2 separate regions of the Mus musculus genome follow, and region 1 is linked to region 2. Evidence: chromatin contacts called from public HiChIP or PLAC-seq data. All regions are on one chromosome and are shown on one strand. The core of a region is the stretch at or near the end of the contact, and the rest is flanking DNA. Distances in the headings are between cores, read along the strand shown. Region 1 holds the start of 1700039E22Rik (RIKEN cDNA 1700039E22 gene). Region 2 has its middle 16 kb from the start of Gm35610.

Region 1 (5,790 bases), core at 2,840-5,339, 110 kb after region 2:
GAGAGACGCTATGGAATATAGAAGAGTCCCATGGACCTGACCATGATTAGGACCCAACTTAGCGGGGGTGGGGCGGGGAAAAGAACTAGGGGAGGTGTGCATAGTGCACTAGGGGAGGTGTGCATAGTGAACAAGGGAGATGCACATAGTGAACTAGGAGAGGTGTGCACATAGTGAACTAGGGAGGTGTGCATAGTGAACTAGGGGAGATGCACATAGTGAACTAGGGGAGGTGTGCACATAGTGAACTAGGGAGGTATACACAGTGCTATGACGTCCTCCAGCCACACCTTGCTTTCTTGGGGACAGATGGAGGTATAAGGAGCAGAATGGTTGTCTGGTGAGGAAGACAGGGGGATCTGCAGCAGAATCATGGGCCCCAGAAGAGGCTAGGCTCTAGTGTATGGGTGGGGAAGGTAGGAGGGAGCCAATGCTGTCCATGAAGACTGGAGTATGCTAGGAGGGGCAGAGAAGGAAGGGAAGCCTGTCACATGCAGCCATGTTCCAGAAGCAAAGCCTTGGTGCGGCTCTAATGTTGGCTCCCTTTGCCTCCCCCCTCACCCTGCTCCTGGCAAGGAAAGTCCTGCCTCCCATGCCCTGGGCTCTGTGTAATAGAGGCTCTGTATAATAGAGGTCTAGTCTCCAGGGAGGCTGCTGGTAGGGGGAGCAAAATTTTGCTCATTGGAACTTCGTCTGATCTGCTTATCCTCAAAGTTCCTGCTTCACTTCAGAGATGGTTTTCTATCGTGTAAATGCTACAATCATAGCAAAATAGCCCAAGGGTTAGTCCCTTGTCCTCCAGACCTAACGGGCTCAGCATCTACTGTTCCACTCAGAATAAAGAAAGCACCTACCCTCATAGAAGATGGTAATGGGGTATCTTCAAAGCCTGAAGGAAAGACAGGGGTTTGGGAAGAGGAGATGTAGAGGAGAGTAGACATGACAGAGGTCCACCAGAACAATCATAGCTGAGCATCTATAGAGAAAGAATAAAACCAGGTCATCTCCACCCATCTCCATCTGGGTTGAGGCTGTTGGAGATACAGACAAGGGCAAACACACAATGCACAGATACACAATGAGCAATATAAAACAGAGGTGTGCATACACACACACACACACACACACACACACACACACACACACACACACACACACGTAGACATTTGGATCCATATCCAGGCACTCAGGAGTCCGAATGCCTGAGTGCTCATCTCCTTCCTCTCTAAGAGCATCCTCTCCCTAGAGCATCCCAGAGCGAGCTGAGGCAGGCCCCTCTCTTCTAGGCCTCACTCCTTCCCCTTTGTGTTTTTCCAGGTCGTGATATGACGAGCACCACTCTACCTGGTTACCCCCCTCATGTGCCCCCCACTGGCCAGGGAAGCTACCCTACCTCCACCCTGGCAGGAATGGTGCCTGGTAGGTGACAATGCTGTAGATGTCTCATCTGGGTGGGGTTAACTAAATTGTGGGAGAGCTGCTAGTGGACTGTAATCTGTGGCTGGGAGTCGGGGGTTGGGGGGGGGGGGAGAACCAACAAGCCATTGTTCTGCAAACCATTGTCCTTCTATGGCCATAGCTGACTCTTTAGAAGCAATGCAAGGAGGAAGCATACAGAAATGTTCCCTTGTCAACACAGCTTTAGGTTATAGCCCTTCCTCAGCACCCATCCGTCCAAGTCTATGCCTAACTCAGCTAGCTGACACTGCCTGGAAGAGCCTGCCCTGGTTTCCATGGAAACTTGGAACCAAGGACCATTTTCAGGGGCATGGCAGTCATTCAGACAAAGCCATGCTGGTCTACACCAAGCCAGGGGAGGAGACCACTGTGGAGAACCAATCCCAATCTAGAGAGAAGGAAGCTAGTCTCAAAGTGGACAGGAGGGAACCAGAGAGATGTTAGCTTCAGAGAAAAATTAGCTACAACAACTCCACATGTCTTCAGAGGACCCAGGTCCTCTGTGCTCCTCTGAATCTCTAGTGTACCCTTTTGCTGAGAGGCACTGGACTTGGGTTTGGGGTTCAGGAAGCAGCCTGGTGGCTGTCCTCTCTAACCTTCACCCCAAATGAGAGTGGCTTAAAGTCAAAGAGAGTTGAAGTTTGGTGTTGAAACACCAAAATCTCTCACCTTAAGGTGGCTAAGACTCTCCCAGCCTGTAGTCCACTGTCTCTGGAGCCCTTTTGTATGCCCCACTCCTCAAGTTCAACCCTCACTGGTAGAGGGAGAAAGAGAGGACAGAAAGCTGGATTGGCCTTATTCATCAAGGCACGGCCCTGAGTAAGGGTTGAGAAACTGGGGAGCCCGTTACAGCCTGTTAAGAGAATAGGGCTGACTGAGAGAAGTTGGAGGTGCGGATGAAGGGATTGGGGCTCACACTTGGGAGAAGGCAAGTAGAAGCTGTTGGTGGGGGAGCAAGGGATGGCTCTGGAAGAAGATCCCAGCAGTGAGCAGGTGGAGGCTGGAGGAGGTCTTAGGGAGGTGGGGTGGTGGTGGTGAGGAAAGAGTGGGGAGGTGGGGGGTGGGGAGTCTACAGGGAGGTAGGGATGAGGGGAGCCGCAGAGAGCTCATGGTGGCAAGGGGGGAGTCGTTAAACAGAATCTAGTGCTGATGAGGAAATTACACTTGTTTCATTAGCGATGGGGAAGGAGATAGCTCAGTTCCTCTTGGTCACAGTTGAGCTCAGAAGCTCATTATCCTGCTGCACGCATGCTTTCCCTCCTCGTCAATAAACAGGCTTTCCAGTGGCTGCATCCCCCACCCCCACCCAGCTCCTTCTTGGAGTGGGGCCCCTTCTCCTCTACTTAACCCGCGGTTAGGGATCACTGTAAACAGTCTGGGGTCATCACACAGGAGAAAGGGCCAGGGGGGAAACCCATAGGCCTGGCCTTTCTCCTCCTGGAGGGAGGGAGGTAGCTCCCGAAGGCTCCCAACCCACTGTGCCCTCCACTGCTCACTGCTCCTGAGCCTGCGAGCAGTCCAGTGGATTCCCGCAGTTCACTTCCCCAGTTACGTGGCCCTTGTACTGAACCTCAGGAGGGAAAAGTGGGAGGGGTTATTTCCCAGGAGGGCACCACCACTACCACCTGCCTAGCTTTGGCACAGCTCTGAGATGCCATTCTTAGGGCTTTCTGGGACAAAGTGTCCCAGGGGCCTTCCTGCTCCACCTTCCCCCTCTCTCATGCTGTAGAATCCCTAAAGCCAGTGTCCACTGTAAAAGCTCTCAGCTCCCAATTTACTTAAGTGGGAGCAGCCAGACCAAGACCAAACCCTTCCTGGGCAGCGATCTCTTGCAGGAGAGCCCAGGCACAAACCCGCCCACAGATTCCCTCCATGCCTAGGTGTGCAGGGATCTGGCTGCTACTTGTCTATGGTGGCTGTCCCCATGCAGAGCTCGGAGTGTGTGGATTACCTGGCCTCTGGCCTGCTCCCAGGGGCCCTATCCCTGCTTGAAACACCCAAGACTGGGACTAGTGAGGACAGGACAGAAGAGGCCAACTGGACACGTTGAACGCCTCTAATTCCAGTTCCCCGCCCTCCCACAGGGAGCGAGTTCTCAGGCAACCCATACAGCCATCCCCAGTACACCGCCTACAATGAGGCTTGGAGATTCAGCAACCCCGCCTTACTAAGTGAGTACGCCACCTGGCAGGCCGGCGGCTCCCAAGGTCGCCTACCCGCTCGCCAGCTCGGGCGCGCAGGCTGCTTCGGGATACGGATCCCACTCAGGACCACCCCAATTCTGGGTACCCGGATGGGCCAGGGAGACAGGCCCATTAGAGCAGCGCCGGGTCCTGGGGATACCACCAGGACGCCTGCGCCTCCAGCCTCTTCCCTCCCCTACCTCTTGATCACTGGAGGGCTCTTAGCCAACAGTGGCCGTCGGACCCCTTGGGGGATCCGCAGCCGGGTGTCACCTGTCCTGTCCCTCTCCCGCCCTGTGGATGCAGCACTACTCCTGGGCATCTGGCCTCGGGGCCGAGCCACAGTCCTCCAGGCCTGATCCCGCTGGACCCGGGGAGGGCTTTTCTTTGCTTTTCTTTCCTTTTTTGTTCTCCTGTTTGTCCTCTCACCCAGCCCATTCTTCTCCTGTGTTAACTTCCAGGTTCCCCTTATTATTATAGTGCCGCCCCCCGGGGCTCCGCCCCTGCCGCTGCTGCCGCTGCCTATGACCGCCACTAGTTACCGCGGGGACCACATCAAGCTTCAGGCAGACAGCTTCGGCCTCCACATCGTCCCCGTCTGACCGCCCACCCCAGAGGGAGGGAGGACCGAAGCGACGCGCTGCCTCTCGGCCACCGTCCCTGTCCCACCCCCACCTCGAGACATCCTCCCCCAAGCCCCGCAGCCCTTCTCATCACCCTGTCGATGGCCAGACAGGACAGGTGGAGCCGCGGGTGGGACCCTCAGGCCCCAGCCCCGCCCGTCGCCCCTCCCCGCCTGCCTGGACCGCGGCGCCGTCCGGAAGCCCGCCCGCCTCTGGCCCGCGCGCCGTTTCTGTGACACACAATCAGCGTGGCCCACCCAGGGGCAGCCCACTTCGGACGCCCGGGAGTCGGGAGGCTTCGCTGGAGAAGCTGAGCAAGGGAAGCTAAGGAAAGGACTTTGTGCTGAAGGAGGAGCCGCCGGGGAGACCCTAGGGGGGAAATCCTGCCCCATCCCCCCTGTGCCTGCCAAGCTGACCCCGCCTTCTGTCTGCGCCCCGCCCCAGACGGTGGCACTGGGACGCAAGGGTCGGACTCGAGGGACAGCGTTTGGGGCGACAGCGTTTTCCAAGGCTGGTACCCAAGGCGAGCAGACGCCAACTGAGCTCATCCACCTGAACTGCCTAGTTCCCTTGGGCCTGCGATCTCCTTCTGCAGTGACTCTCCTCTCGGCCCCGCCTTGCCCTTACGTCAGCGCCTCTTCCACCTGCTGGCCTCTCACTTTTCCCTCCTGTGCTTCCTCGGCTCATCCCACGACACCTTGTGTTTGGTCCCAAGCACGCAGCCACGTCGGGGCCACCGCGGGAACCGTGTCCTCAGGCTGCGGCTGCGAGCATTGATCTTTTCCCATCAGTAATGCGCTGCCCACCCCCACCCTCCCATCCCAAACTCCCAACCTGCGGGCGCAAAAAGCCTGGAAGGAACTGACGACCGAGCCGCCCCAGATGAAAATCCGGGTCTCCCCGCCCCATTCCCCCCAAGCACCCCCTCCCCAGCCTTCCCTTGGGCAGGAGCTGAACAGAGCCTCAAAAAAAAAAAAAAGTCTACACTTATTTAATATGATGATGGTCTTTGCAAAAATGAACAAACAAAAACCCAACAGGCTGCTTTATAGAAAGACGGTGTGTGCTGTCGAGGCGAACCTCTCTCTGTACATAGCCCCTCCCTCTCTGCCCCGCCCCTCCGGGTACCATAGAGTCCCTGTCCTCCCGCCCCCCCCCCGCCCCCCTGCCTGTAGATACACCCTTCTGTCCGTGCTGTGAGAGTCGCCGCTCGCTGGGGGGAGGGAGGGGGGACACAGCTACATGCCCACTAAAGCACAGCACGTCCTGGGGGAGGGGGGCATTTTTTTACGTTACAAAAAAAAATTATGAAAGAAATCTCTATGCAAAATGACGAACATGGTCCCGTGGACACCTCTCGCCTGTTTTGTTGACTGTTTCTCTGTAATTCCGTGTTCATCGCCCTGCATCTCTCCCACTTCATCTCCCTTTTCTCTGCTACTCTCGACCCCTCTGTGTCTCTTTCTCTTCTTCACTTGTCTCTGTCTCGGTCCGTTCTGCCCCAGGCCTCCAAGGCTACATCTAAG
Region 2 (6,433 bases), core at 3,928-6,427:
TCTGGGGTCCCTTCTGAGAGATGGGCCAGACTCCCACCAACATCCTGACAACATACCCTGCCCCTCCCCACAATTACCTCTGCTCTCCCCTGTTATCCACTGACATGACTTTGTTGTATGTCAACCATTGACATTATTTGAGCCTTCATTATTGCATTTTTTAAAAAAGATGTATTTGTTTTCATGTGCACTGATGCTCTGTCTGAATGTGTGAGGGTGCCAGATCCTCTGGAACTGGTGTTACAGACAGCTCTGAGCTGCCATGTGGGTACCAGGGTTGAACCAGGGTCCTTTGGAAGTGTAGTCAGTGATGTTACCTACTGAGTCATCTCTCCAGACTCAAATATTGCTCTTAGTCTGGGTCCTGAGACTTAGTCCCAAGCAAAGGAAAGGACGCTGCAGAACTGGTTCACCGGTAAGAGCACTGGTCGCTCTTCTAGAGGTCCCTGGTTTGATTTCCAGCACCCATGTGGAGGCTAACAACCATCTGTAACTCCAGTCGCAAGGGATCTGATGCCCTCTTTTGGCTTCCCTGGGCACCAAAATCTATGGTGCAAAGACATTCATGCAAGAAAAACACTCATATACACACACAACATTAAGAGTACAATTTTTTTTACTTTTTATTATTTTTTAAATTAATTTATTTTTTAGACTCCATATTCCATCCCCTACCCACCCACCCTCCAACTGCTCCACATCCCACACCTCCTCTCCAAGAATACATTTTTTTTTCAAGACAGGGTTTCTCTGTGTAGTCCTGGCTGTCCTGGAACTCACTCTGTAGACCAGGCTGGCCTTGAACTCAGAAATTCGCCTGTCTCTGCCTCTTAGGTGCTGGGATTAAAGGCATGTGCCACCATGCCCAGCTAAGAATACATTTTTAAAAAGAAAATAGTGCTAGCTTTGGTAACAGACCTGTCTTTACCAAAGACACAGTTCTCAACTATGATTCTTTAATAAATTACTTTTTAAAAGATCTATTTATTTTCATCTTAGGCCTCTGACTGCTTTGCCTTCATGTGTGTCTGTATGCCATTTGCATGCCTGATGCTCAAGAAATCCAGAGGAGGAGGAGGAGGAGGGGGATGTCTGATCCCCTGGATCTAGGGTTACAGATACTCCTGGGCAGCTATGTGGGTGCTGGAAACCCAGCCTGGGTCCTCTGTAAGAGCAACAAGTGCTCTTCATTGTGAAGCCATCTCTCCAGGCTCTGATAAACTCCTTTCTAAAAAGTATAAAACAAGAAGAAGAAGAAGAAGAAGAAGAAGAAGAAGAAGAAGAAGAAGAAGAAGAAGAAGAAGAAGAAGAGGAGGAGGAGGAGGAGGAGGAGGAGGAGGAGGAGGAGGACGAGGAGGAGGACGAGGACGAGGACGAGGACGAGGAGGAGGAGGAGGAGGAAGAGAAAGAGAAGGAGGAGAAAGAGGAAGAAGAGGAAGAGGAAGAGGAGGAAGAAGAGGAAGAGGAAGAAAGAGAAGGAGAAGGAGAAGAAGAAGAAGGAGGAGGAGGAGGAGGAGGAGGAGGAGGAGGAGGAGGAGGAGGAGGAGGTGGTCGGCATAGAAAGACTCTGCTCTTTCTCTAAATTCACAAAGCTTTTCAGACTGTTGGACACCAAGGTTGAGGATGCTCTTGCTTCTGCTGTGGGACAGTGCATCATGCACCAGAGCAGTGCAGTGGAGATGGGGGACCACTTTCTGGTAACCATGCCAACCCATCCTACTGTTCCCGAATTCATCCTACTGCTGGCCACTGGTCAACTCTCCAGGATTAACCCTGAATTTACCTTCTCTTCCTGGGCCTTTTCTTCAGCTCTAATGCCTTGTTCTGGTTTGTCTACTCTGCCATTTCTACTCAAGATCATTCCCCTCCCCCCAATATTCCTTTGGCCTTGAACACTTTTCTAGGTAGCCCAGACCATAGTCCTGCCTGGAATCCCCTAAGTGTATGAGGTAGGTTGGGGCTAGAGTAGGCAAAGTCTGAGGTTACCCACCACCCTCTCCATGCTGGGCTCTAAACCCTAGAGAGAGACAGGTGGGAGCACCTTACCCAGCTCAGTTGACCCAAGCCTCCCCACTCTCCAGGGGTTCAAACTCAAAGAGTACTGGGAAATGTAGTGAATTAATTACCATCAGACCTCGGCCGCTGTTCATCTCTGTAAACAAACATTTTAATATGCTGTAATTAATTACATCTGCCATAGCGACCCTCCTCTCGTTCATCCTTCTTCAGCTTTTCTTCTGCATACCCTGGACCACCCTTCTCCTTCCACCGGGAGCCTGAAAACCTGGCAGGCCCCCTCCTGACCCTCTCCCTCGCCTTCTCGACCCCCAGCAGGTGCTCGCATCTGCCACAACTGCTCTGCAGCTTTTTGTCCCTTTTTGGTCTTTCTGAAAGTCCTTTGTCTCTAATCCTGTCCTGGCCTGGGTTTTCTTCCTCAACCAAGTTTGATGTTAAGAACACATCCTGGAGAGAGGAGGAAATGGAAGAGAAGGGGATCTTCCCCAGGAGCCTGAGCACACTCCTTAGTGAGCTAGGACCAGGCTAATTTACAAGGATTATCTAAAAGTGGGAAGGATCCCTGACCCGTTTTCTGTCTTCATCCCTCCCCTGAGTCCCTCCCTGCCTCCACAGCACCTCAGTTTGAAAAACACAGGGGCAGTCCAGCTGCCCGGGTGAGCCCACCTGGCTAGGCCACAATTACTTCCCTTCAAACACAGAAGGACCACGGCAGGATGATGCCCGTTAGGGTAGATCGTTTAGTACTACCACAGGGCTGCTGCCCCAGCTAGCACGGTGGACCGTATCCTTTTTCTGTGTAGGTTCACCTTGACCTGTGAAGAGCTTGAGCCAGGGCAGGGAAGGGATCACCCTGACCAGAGGTGGAAACCTTAGATGAAAATGAGGAGAGTCACACGCCCAGATCGCCAGGAAGGACAGGGTGAGGGCTGGCCGCCCGAGGGGTTGTTGGCCAGCCAAGTCGTGCTGGGGGAGCCGGGAGCTGGGTGGGCGGGGTAGGGCGGGCGCCACCAGGCGTGGCGCAGGGAACAGAGCAGAATGAAATGCAGATGCAAAACGTGCTCGTAAGAGTTTCCTCTCTCTCTCCATCTGCCAAAGCCGAGATTTTAATCTTTAATCCATGAGCAATCAGCGAGCAGCGGCGAATGGCACATTACAGATGTTTTACTGTCGCGGGCGTTCGCAGCTTCCGTGCTCTGCACAGGCGCGGAGCGCGGGCGCCTCTAACCTTCCCCCCTCCTCTCCTTCCTTCCTCCCCAACCCCACTTAACAATACCCCCCCCCCCCAACCTGCACTCTGCAGGCTGGTTAATAAAGGAAGAGCCGGGAAGCGGGGCCTTTTAACCCTTTCCTACAAGAACTGGGGATTCTGTTCCTGGGGCTACACTGGTGGCACAGGCATGGGCTGCATAAAGGGCCGGATACCATTTATATCTCGCAAGCCGGGTTTTCTTGGTTGAGGGTCATGAAGCCAAGGACGTTGAGTGTCCTGACAGGGAAGTCTTTTCACTTTCCACACCCTTCCAGAACCCAGCATACCGGGCCCACTGGCAGCTCCTGCTATTAGCGCTCCAGATGTTCGGCTGAGCTGAGACTCTGCTTTCCAGATGTTGGGCACCTCTGTTCTCACGCGTGGGACCACCATCCCTTCTGCATGATGAAGGAGGAGAATGTTGTTGTGGTCAGATCTGGGAAGGGAGTCTTGAAGAGCAGCTGATTCAAACCTCACTTGGGAGGGGGCTCCACTCTCTATAATGGAGGTGTGTGTGTGTGTGTGTGTGTGTGTGTGTGTGTGTGTGTGTGTGTGTGTGTTATGCATAGGTCACGGTGACAGGAAAACCAGGACTATTACTCTGAAGCTGCAATCAGGTCCAAGGAATAAATGATGCAGCCCAGGGATCCCTGGCAGTGATCCTAGTTTCTAGAGATATGTTTGTATAATTTTTATGTATTTGTCGCATCGACTAGTCTTGCAAACTCCGAGAGGTCTATCATTGTCTTCGCAGGGTCTAGAATAGGGCCTAGCACATAGTAGATACTTAATAAATGTTTGTTAAAAACACACACACACACACACACACACACCAAAACTCCTGTAAGTCTTGGGTCATGCTTTCTTGGGCCATTACCAAAGAAGTCAGTTCATTCACCTCAGAACAAAAGCATCCGTAGGTAACCTCCCTCCACCAAGACTGCAGCTTAACTGCAGCTTGTCTGCAAGCCTTCAGCTTTTTTCCTACCTCTTTGGTGGATCCTTCCCATTAGACAAGAACTCAGAACGAGAGAGAATGCATCTGAGGAGGGCTTGGAGAGGTGGCCCAGCGCCTAAGACCAGTTTCTGCTTTTGCGGAGGACCTGGGTTCAATTCTCAGCATTGGACATGGTGATTCACCACCATCCATAACTCCAGTTTCAAAGGGACCCAGTGCTCTCTTCTGACCTCAGGTACCAGGTAGTCATGTAGTACACATATATGCATAAATATATATATATTAACAAATCTAATAAGGGAGAGAGAGAGAGAGAGAGAGAGAGAGAGAGAGAGAGAGAGAGACAGGTCTGATAGTACACCAGCGTCCCACTGGCCATCTGCTCTCCCTAGGTCTCTTTGACCTTTCACCCTGAACTCATGGACACCTCTCCCATGTCCACGCCTAAGGCTTCTTCCCCTTGGCATGCCCACAGGCACTTTCTCCTATGGTTCCCAAGGTAGGGGTTTCAAATGTATGCAAGCCCTGTTCCCAAACTGGTCCACGGTTTCACGTCCCAAACCAGGGATCATCCTTTCCCAGGAACTTCCCAATCTCCACACCGAATTTGAATTTTGGGGGTAGGCGTGGGCAGAAAGCAATAATGAGGGAAAGCAGATAAAGCCGGGGAGTGAGGGTGGGAAATGAGATCTAGGATTTCAAAACAAACAAACAAAACACTGGGAGGGGCGGGCAGCTAAAAGAAAGGAGCTGGAGAGCAGAAGGCAGCCATAGACGGAAGCAGAGAGAAACCATTGCTTGGCCCGGGCTGCCGCAGAGAGGCCCACGCAGAGGGGCATCGGCAGATAGAGGATGCCGGGAGAGCGGGGTGCCGGAGGCTCGGCTCGGGCTAGAGGAGAGCCGGGACCCCGGAGGCGCCCTGGCCGGCCGCGGTGGCTGCGAGCCCGCGCTGCCCCAGCCGCCGCCGTCTGTCGCAGGCCGCCCCGAGCCTGGGCCGCGGGGTCCACAGGCGGCCCTGAGAGGCGGCGGCGGCGCGAGGGAAGCCGGGGCGAGAGGCAGCGTAGCCGCGTGTGTGTTTTTATTATTATTATTTCTGATTAAAGAGGAATTCATCTCGTATCTGCCTCCTGCCAGGGGCCGAGGCGCCGCCATTGGGGTTAACGGTGCGGAAGAATACAAAAAAATTTCATTGAGGAGGATTATAAAAGTTACTAGCTGGAACATTAACAGAAGAGTAACTTGTAAAAAATGCAATATTACAATATTCACAAGGACGGCAGAGCGTGGTAAAGCTATAAAATTCAACATTAAAATCTTCCACAGCCTAGATAACCTAGTTAACAAACATGGTATTGGAACTACTTTTCTATTGGGGATGAGGGATACGGTGCCGGGGGCTGATCACACCTCGGCTGAGGGCGGGGTGGGGGCGGGGCGGCCTGGGCTAGCCCCGCCTCTCTCCTACCTCAGCCTCCTTCCCATGAAAATGGGCATAACCAGAACTCTCCTAGGTGGAAAACGCTGGCAGAAAAGCACCTTCAAACGTCGAATGAGTTTGCACGTTTGTGAGGTTTTTTCTTATGTGATGTACTCAGTGAAGAAGAGAGTTCAGGTTGGATTTAGAATTCCTGCATAGGGTGCATACTTCTCTTTAACTGCTGGAAGTATGCATAAAATGTATTTTGAAAGGATTTAATGTGTGATTCAGTGATGTGTTTGTGTGTGTGCATGACTGTGTATGTACTCAAAGTGCACATGGAGAACAACTACATGATATGTGCATGTAAACAGGGTATTCAGGCCAAGGTGATTTGGCATGTACACTGTGTGTTCATATGTATGTGAAATAAGTGACTGTGAGGAACAGATATGTGTATGCACAGTATGTGTGAGTGAGATGTAAGTTTAGACAACATAGGAGCATAGGTATTTATGGAGTACATGTCTGTTCTGTGTGTTCATGTACAATGTGTGTATTTTGGGCAGGCATGGTATAGTTTTCCAAGAAAATATGTTTATATGTGGCACGGTTTCGTGTGCAGGGTACAGACATCAGATGGCATTATGTGGCTTTTAATAGGCGGTATGTTCAAATACTACCAAAAGTATGTTTGCTGTGTTTGCATAATAGGCATGCGTAGACAGTACTTGAGGTATGATACACGAGTGTACAATGCCTGTGTTCAGAGTGTGTGCACCTGAGTGTG

Evidence for each region. HiChIP or PLAC-seq counts read pairs in DNA pulled down with a chosen protein or histone mark.
Region 1: an H3K4me3 HiChIP or PLAC-seq map of embryonic stem cells shows a contact between it and region 2, with 31 read pairs. The contact joins the promoter of 1700039E22Rik here to the enhancer-like site in region 2. A contact is called at or near these places in 3 of 39 promoter capture datasets (embryonic stem cells, hippocampal neurons and liver), 1 of 484 Hi-C or Micro-C datasets (stem cell-derived neural progenitor cells) and 5 of 115 datasets of contacts at active chromatin or transcription factors (craniofacial prominence, embryonic stem cells, forebrain and 1 more).

What each region holds. Positions count from the first base shown.
Region 1 is chr19:44,831,849-44,837,638 of GRCm38.p6, forward strand. It overlaps 1700039E22Rik (RIKEN cDNA 1700039E22 gene), which reads right to left and starts at 4,090. Exons shown (of 3, transcript NR_045315.1): 1 at 3,643-4,090; 2 at 855-976. Pax2 (paired box 2) reads left to right here. Exons shown (of 10, transcript NM_001368747.1): 8 at 1,318-1,419; 9 at 3,543-3,629; 10 at 4,122-5,790. The coding sequence ends at 4,243.
Region 2 is chr19:44,721,079-44,727,511 of GRCm38.p6, forward strand. No RefSeq gene overlaps it. Among named protein-coding and RNA genes, the nearest start is that of Gm35610, 16 kb to the right of the region's middle. Within about 2 kb of position 5,178, at least 87 of the 459 cell types and tissues checked have an H3K27ac peak or open chromatin away from gene starts, as enhancers often do. A contact at or near this core is called in embryonic stem cells, forebrain and stem cell-derived neural progenitor cells, where this site is marked.